2 separate regions of the Mus musculus genome follow, and region 1 is linked to region 2. Evidence: chromatin contacts called from public HiChIP or PLAC-seq data. All regions are on one chromosome and are shown on one strand. The core of a region is the stretch at or near the end of the contact, and the rest is flanking DNA. Distances in the headings are between cores, read along the strand shown. Region 1 has its middle 98 kb from the start of Gm29865. Region 2 has its middle 73 kb from the start of Gm36917.

Region 1 (3,847 bases), core at 1,309-3,808, 130 kb before region 2:
TTAGAATGTACATGTGTGTACTAATACTTATCTGATGTACATACATATAATCATTTTAGCATGTGGACTTATTCAACATGAACCCATAGACATATATCCACCTGAAATCTGGAAAGGGGAAGTTCTGTGTTCAAATTCCAGATCTTCCTCACCTATTTTAACAGTTTTCTGGATGCCTTGCTGTGGTTTGATGGAAACACGGCCACATGTTCCTACAGTTTATTTTTATCTTTAAAGAATACTTTTCAAATGTGTATGATCACAGTGTTCAAATCAAGAAACAAATGCTATTCTCATGTGTGGCTTAAAGATCACGCAACTGTGAAAATTGTATCTCGCAAAATAACCCAAATAATAATCAAAATAATGATTTTGATAAGCAACATAAAGAATATACAAATCGGGTGTACACATGCAGCCAGATATGTACCTAGTAACCAAAGAAACTCCTTAAGTCTTTAGGTTGTGTCCTGCTTTGGGTTGTATTTACAATGTCTGGACACACCTGTGAATTTCCAAATGTTTAAAGTATGACAAAATTTTCAGATGAAATATGAATTTATTTTTACAAATGGAATAAGCAGCTACAGATACTTACTGTGAAGAGTTTTTGCAGAGTTAGACAATTCCTAGAGGGTTAGAGATACAGGACTGGAGACTGGGGACATGTACCTTCTAAGTCTCCACAACCAAAACAATGATGCAAAGAAAAATCCATCAACAGGATCACTCCTTAGACAAACAAAAGATTATTATTTTAGGCAAAAAAAAAACTTTCAGTTTTGAATATTACTCCTAAGCCATTCTCCATTTTTCTTTAAGTAGAGCAATTTCCTTTTAAGTGGAAGTAGTTGCATCTTCACATCTATTTGAAAATGCAATTAGATAGAAACATAATACACTCCAGCTGGAAAACGAACAATCCATTTTTCCTCTTCCTAGACAAGGTCACACTGCCGCGCACACTCACGTTAAGCGTGATACAGAAGTTAAGCCATAAATCCAATGAGATGGAAGTCCCTGGCAGCCCAGACACAAGGCCCAGTGTCAAAGGTGCTCACACTCAATTATCTCTGTTTCATTTAAAAACTTTCAATCCTTATTAACAAATAGTCCCTTTCTTAGGGAAAAAAAAAAGGGCATAGTATTTTAGAGACCTGATCAACAAAAGACACTGTCATTTTTTAAAAAACCAAAACATATTTGGGGTAAAAAAATGTAAGTGAAACTAATTTGCTACATATGTTTTATACATACAGTACATAAGGGGCTTTCTCCGACGCCATATGGAACACATCTGAACTTGTAAGACAATGACCTTCATAAATCACTCTAGGCTCCAACTCCAAATTATGTCTTGTTCCCCCACTCATGGGATAGTCACTATATCTCATATAAATTCATTATGTTATATGTGCACAATAATCTATCTCTACCTTTATAAGGAATGATGTCATAACACACAGGCAAGGCTCTCCAGAAGAGAGCAAGCTCTCCCTCCAGATGTGCCAGCATACACTACAGCTTCCCCACACGAGTGTTCCACAACACAGCCCCTCCACACTGCTAGAAGAAATGGAAATTCACAGAGAAAGCAATGCACGATCTCATATCGAAATGGCTTCTCTGCATTCTTAATGTTTGTCTTCTGGGATCAAAGTATAAACTAAAAGTATCTTGCATCCTTCCTTCCTATACAGTTTCAATCATGTCTATATCGCCTTGCCGATCTTTATCTGAGCTAAATCACTAGCCAGGTTCTACCAGGATTTTCTCCTAATAGACAAATTGCTGAGATGCAAAGGTTTAAATCAAGGGAGCAGCAATGCTTGCCAACGGTGCATGGAGAAGATAAAGGAAAGACAGATATTCCACTCAGTATCTTTTTCCATGAAAAATTGCCTTTTACCACCTTCCCCCTGATGCAATCCTTCTTTCAAGTTCTATAGCTCAGCAGAGCAAGTTTGTCCTCTTGTTCACCTGGAACCACTGGAGGAAATGAGCACTGAGCTACGGTGGATCAAACTTCCTGATTCTTCTTCCTTACCCACCTGAAGCTGCTTAGATCCACAATGTGAAAGCAAAACCACTGAGAATAACTCAGGCATGACCCTGCGTAAGGACAACCTTTTAGCCCTGTGCTATCATCTCCTTTCCTCAATTCTAGTGTTTTCTTTCACTCTGGGTCAAAGATCAAGCATGCTACATCGGGTAACAGAAAGGACATGATGAACACACATTGAAAGACTTAAGTAAGCATCAGTGGCTAGAACGAGAGGTGATTACCAACCTCAACGGATTATGCCCCATCAAAAGTGGGAAGCTCTGAAAAGAAATGCTGCATTTGAACTTTTTGGTGATTGGATGGGATACCATAAGGGCACGTGCTAGCTAAAATAAAAAATGAAAAAAAAAAACTACATGTCTGAAATATAGAAGGCATGCAACTTCCACCAACCAAGAGGATAAAATTTGCTGGAATTTGACATCCAGAGCAACTCTGTTTGGTATTTAAGATGGAGAGAGTCTCAATAAAGAGTGCCAAAGCAGTGACTCATAATAACATCAAAAATGAGTAACACTCATCTTTAATGTCCAACTTGGCATCAGATTATCAAGATCTCTCAGTTTCTGTTGCTGTGATGAACACCATGTCCAAAACCAACCTTGAATAGGAAGGGTTTATTTCAATGTTACAGTTCATTATGAAGGAGAGTAAGGGCAGAAACTGGAGACAAAATATGAAGCAGAGGCCATGGAGTAATGCTGCTTACTGACTTGATCTCTATGGCTTGTTCACTTGGATTTCTGATACAACCGAGAACCAGAACTGTCCATGGGTGGCACCACTCACACTGGACTTAGACCTCCCTCATCAACCATCAGTCAAGAAAATGCCATGTGCTTATGCCTACAAATCTATCCAATGGGGGCAACTACTCATCTGAGGTTCCCTCTTCCCAGGTTACTGTTGTTCATGTTACCATGGCAAAGACTAACCAGTACACAAGGATAGAATATTCTTGATAGTATGGTTATACTTGAACAACGGTCTATCTTTTAAAAAATATATATTGTGATAAAGAGCTTAAAGCATTTAAAATGCCTAGTTTCTATAAGTAATCTGAAAAATTTATAAACTCATATGACTAAGTATAACCACATTTGCATGCATATACATATACCCTCACAGAGGATCAAGCAGAAAGCCTGAAAAACCTTTAATAATGTTGTTTTTCCCCTGAAATATCAAATTCACAAACAATAAAAATCCATAAGGCTACCATTTTCTCAACAATTCAGAAAAATCAAGTTTGTATACTGTGTTCCCCACTGGCTGTATTCCCCGAGGACCCAGGTTCAATTCTCAGCACCAGTGATGGCTCCTCACTGTTTGCAATTTCAATTCCATGGATCCAGTGCTCTCTCTGGATTCCATGACATACAGATATGACAGACATACATATGCAGACAAAATGTGCACAGACATATGTGCAGACAAAATATACATATAAAATATTTTTAATAGTCTTTAGGGGAAAAAATAGCATTGGAAGGATCACTATTACCCACAAGTACCTCAACTGAGTGTCAGAACAATGTCATTTAAAAATGTTTAGACACTGTAACAAAATCAAGCCCTCAATTAAAAAAAAAACCTCAGAAAGTGTGAAATATTTTAGATGTACAAAATATTCTAAGACTATGACTCACAACACACAGAAGAAAAAAAAAAACTCAACAGAAAAAGAAATGTCAGAATTAGGTCATTTCTTTAAAACTATTTTACAAGTGCTCAATATGTTCAAAGACCTAAAAGAAATCATAAACACAATGAGAAAAAGGA
Region 2 (3,803 bases), core at 878-3,377:
TCTTTGTTCCTGCCACCCAACTCTTAGCTACCAGATAAGCAAGTGAAATCACACCACTGCTCACATAGAGAAGCCAATTGTTTTGCTTCCTTCTGGCTGTGCTTAGTGGAACACCACTACAAAGAAACTGAGAAATATTCACAGACACGAGATTCCTTTACCTCTGTCCTATACACAGGTGAGGCTCAGGACACTTCCTCTTAAACCCAGACATTGCTCTGAACAGTCTTCACCAGTGTGATGCCAGGCCTGAAAAAAACATGACGTCATTAGCTTCCCAACTCTTGAAATATGAACATTGGGGAAGCTAGACATTTTGTAAGAATCTTAACTTTCTGGGTTTGCCATATTACGAGCAAAAACAACAGTGGTCACACATGGAAGCTCTCTTGGAGACAAGATGCCAGGGTAGTCCCAACGTGGTCCAGACAAAGCAGTCCAGGGATCTGACAAAAAGTGGAGAGTCCTTATTGCCTTATGTCCAAGGACCACAGCAGATGGAGCCAACCCCACCTGATTGATACACAGCAGGGAGCTGAGGTGAAACCTGAGCACAGCCAATCCACGAAACCCTAAGAAAAAGCAACAAAATACTGTTCATAGCCATGAGGTTTGGAGCTATTTATTAGTAGCAGTAGACACTAAACGTCATTTTGCCAAAAAAAATCCCTGGGCAGTTTTTAAGATTTCAATTCTCTACCCTTGAGATGTAAAATAAAGTGGTCCCTGGTCATGCACCTATTTAAATCAGAATTAATTGCATTTAAATGATATTTAAAAGTCTATTTCTCAGTCACACAAAACACATTTCCCCAGCTAAGCCACAAGATGCGAGGAAGCAGGTTGCCAAATGTTCCTAATTATCCTAGAAAGTTCTACCAGAGTTCAATTGCCGACAACCCGGAGCTAAAGATGAAAGGAAACATAGACTATGTATTCTCCCTTCTCAAACCTAAACCTGATCAAATCATGGCCAACAGTGTCTAACTGAACTGAGGAAAGAAATGGTAAGTTAGGCTCCAACTAGAGAGAAAGCCAGTAAATTTCTCCAGGGAGATTGTGATTCAAATTCTTGTGAAGAAAAACTCTTGTTATTGCTGTTGTTGCTAGTTATGTTCACACACACACACACACACACACACACACACACACACACACACACACCCAAACAACAGATTCCAGTTTGTCATTGAATATTCGAGAGGGTCTAAGAGACAATGTTACCCAGATCTGAACCCTACAAGGCGGAGGCGGATGTGGTACTTGGAAGAGACATCATGCAGTGTTCACAGAGTTTTTTTGCCTGACAGAGGATGTATCGTTAGGATACATCAACTGAAAAAAAAAGGATCCGGTATCTTGGCATAAAGCCACAGAAAATGTTGTTTTTCATTACAAAATTCTCTTTCTTTCTTGAGGGAAATTGTGAACCTACACGGATATATATGTCTATGTCTACATGGGGGACCTACAGGAAGAGAACAAACAGACACAAACTCAGATAGACACATGGCTACACCTTCAGGAAGGCAGAAGTAATAAGTCGTCTTTTTAAAAGCCCCAGGGCAAGTTGATAGTTGCCTCTTTTTTTTTTTAAGTAAATACTAAGCTACATGGTTTCAAAAGTGATGAGTTTTTAATGGCATGTGGTAAAAATAAAGTTTAAAGCAAGCATGAGGTAAAGATTCATGACACAAGAAAATGTTAGATAAAGAGATGTCACTTTTCTTATGTGGGTCCAGAAGGAGACGAACCTGTGGTTTCTCTCCTCTGGTTCTTTTTGTCCTCAATAACCATCTCTCCTCATACAACAACAAGCTTCAGCAAGCAAAGCCCTTCCTGCTGCACATGTGTTTATTTTGCCTCCAGATAGGTAAGGACATAGATAGATAGATAGATCTAAGACCAAGTATAGAACTTGCAGACCAGCTTGGACATCAGGGGTGTCTTTTTTTTTTTTCAATAAAAAGCATGAAAAAGATTTTATAATTGCTCACATCTTGTGGAAGTAAAAACACTTCCAATTTTTTAAAATTATTTTATTTGCCACAGAGTAAAGGAGAGAAGAGAAGGACGTAGCAGAGGCCTGAGCTATGACACCGTGATTCATCATAATTACCAGCTGACCGGATGCACTGCAGTGTAATGGGCATCTGATCTCTAAGGATGTTTATAAGCTCTGCTTCCATGCAAAAGACCAGCTATGCAATGCTCGAGACTCCTCAGGTCTCAGGGAGCCTACTCCAGTTGCTTTAGGAAATGAGTTCAACTCATTGGCCAGAGGTGTGAGCTACATAGGTGAAGTGATGGTAGGTACAGGCTGCAAGGATGCTGCGATCATAGACATAGACTATGTGGGCTTCAGGGATCCAGTTACAGGCATAAATGTCTTCCACTATACACAAAGACTTCTCTTTGTTTCTTCTCTTGCCTTTACTAGAATTAGAAAAGGTTTCTGTGGTAGGCCCAGTAACTGCCCTGAGACTTTAAAAATTAATTTTTAAATAGCTTTAAGCTTAAATGAGGCATGGAAAATTTCAACCTAAAAAAAAAAAAATTGAATTTAGAGAAAGTTACTAGCAGATGAGGAATATACTGATAATAGAAACCACATTGCAGACACTATTATATGAGTCATTACCAAACACACTGCTTTGTATATGTGTATAGGGTGAATTTTATAGGCTGTTCCACAAATGTATTGAGATGAGATATAAGGACAATCTTGAAAGTGTCTACTTGTGTTTTCAAAGCATTTTAATCTTCATAAACATGAGATCCTATCCTTCCTCATCAAAGGCATTCACTATGAATTTGTCATATTAAACTGAGTTTGGGTTTTATTACTTCAGATTTGGGCATCGTCTTACTAGTACTCTGATTAGGGTTATCTGTTCCAAGTACAAAGGAAATCCCTGACTTCTTTAAATAGCACCAGCAAGATGTTAGATATGGAAGTCAGCACACTTATGTTGGAACAAATTCTTTTAATTTTATGTCATTTGGATATATAAATGCATGCTGCTCATAACAACTAACAATGCTGTCAAAACAGAGTAGTCACCTACATTCAGAGAACTGATTCCTGTGATTTGTACGTTTTGACGTTTAAACATCCCTCCCTCATCCTCCATAAGGAAAGACACCGAGCAGAAGCGTGAAGAAATGATAAGGACAGGCCATCAGTTGCTTCTCATCTGGCCGGACATCAACCATGCCCAATAATAAGAACTGTTGTCACCTAATACGGAGACCCTATTAACCATAATCAGAAGCATCAAAAACCTATAAAGTTTCACAGCATGAGGACAGAGAGAATGTCAGGAGTCTATTCCTTTTTTTACCATTCTCTCTCAGCCAGCATAACAGTGGAATTTTGGGGAGAATTGATCAAATTTTCCCATGAACTATTAAACAACACCCACATTGTCATACTGCAAGGGTAGGGCTAAAGAGATTATTTTAGCAGTAGCAAGGTGCTCACAGCTATGCTGTCTGGGGGTAGTGAATGATGGTAACTTTGAGGTCTGTGAGATATTTCTTGATCCTTTAGTAATGCATGAGAAAACTTAACTAATCAGAATCTACACCCAGGAAGGACCCAGTCATGGATACTAATGATTCATCCAAAGAAGCCAGAAACACACGTTATTGTGGTCATCGTGAAGACTCCGGTCTTCGTCAGGGGTTGTGGGGGAGTGGAAGGGTCAGGGTTGTAGCTCAGTAATAGGAGTACCTGCTTCACATGGAGGATCCTGAGTTCAGCATGAGTTGGGGATCAAGGAAGCCTAGGGGAAGGAGGA

Evidence for each region. HiChIP or PLAC-seq counts read pairs in DNA pulled down with a chosen protein or histone mark.
Region 1: a CTCF HiChIP or PLAC-seq map of the NIH/3T3 cell line shows a contact between it and region 2, with 9 read pairs. The contact joins two enhancer-like sites. A contact is called at or near these places in 1 of 15 datasets of contacts at CTCF or cohesin (the NIH/3T3 cell line), 1 of 484 Hi-C or Micro-C datasets (embryonic fibroblasts) and 2 of 115 datasets of contacts at active chromatin or transcription factors (bone marrow-derived dendritic cells and a colorectal cancer cell line).

What each region holds. Positions count from the first base shown.
Region 1 is chr3:131,792,957-131,796,803 of GRCm38.p6, reverse strand. No RefSeq gene overlaps it. Among named protein-coding and RNA genes, the nearest start is that of Gm29865, 98 kb to the left of the region's middle. Within about 2 kb of position 2,558, at least 12 of the 459 cell types and tissues checked have an H3K27ac peak or open chromatin away from gene starts, as enhancers often do. A contact at or near this core is called in the NIH/3T3 cell line and a colorectal cancer cell line, where this site is marked.
Region 2 is chr3:131,659,160-131,662,962 of GRCm38.p6, reverse strand. No RefSeq gene overlaps it. Among named protein-coding and RNA genes, the nearest start is that of Gm36917, 73 kb to the right of the region's middle. Within about 2 kb of position 2,127, at least 12 of the 459 cell types and tissues checked have an H3K27ac peak or open chromatin away from gene starts, as enhancers often do. A contact at or near this core is called in the NIH/3T3 cell line and a colorectal cancer cell line, where this site is marked.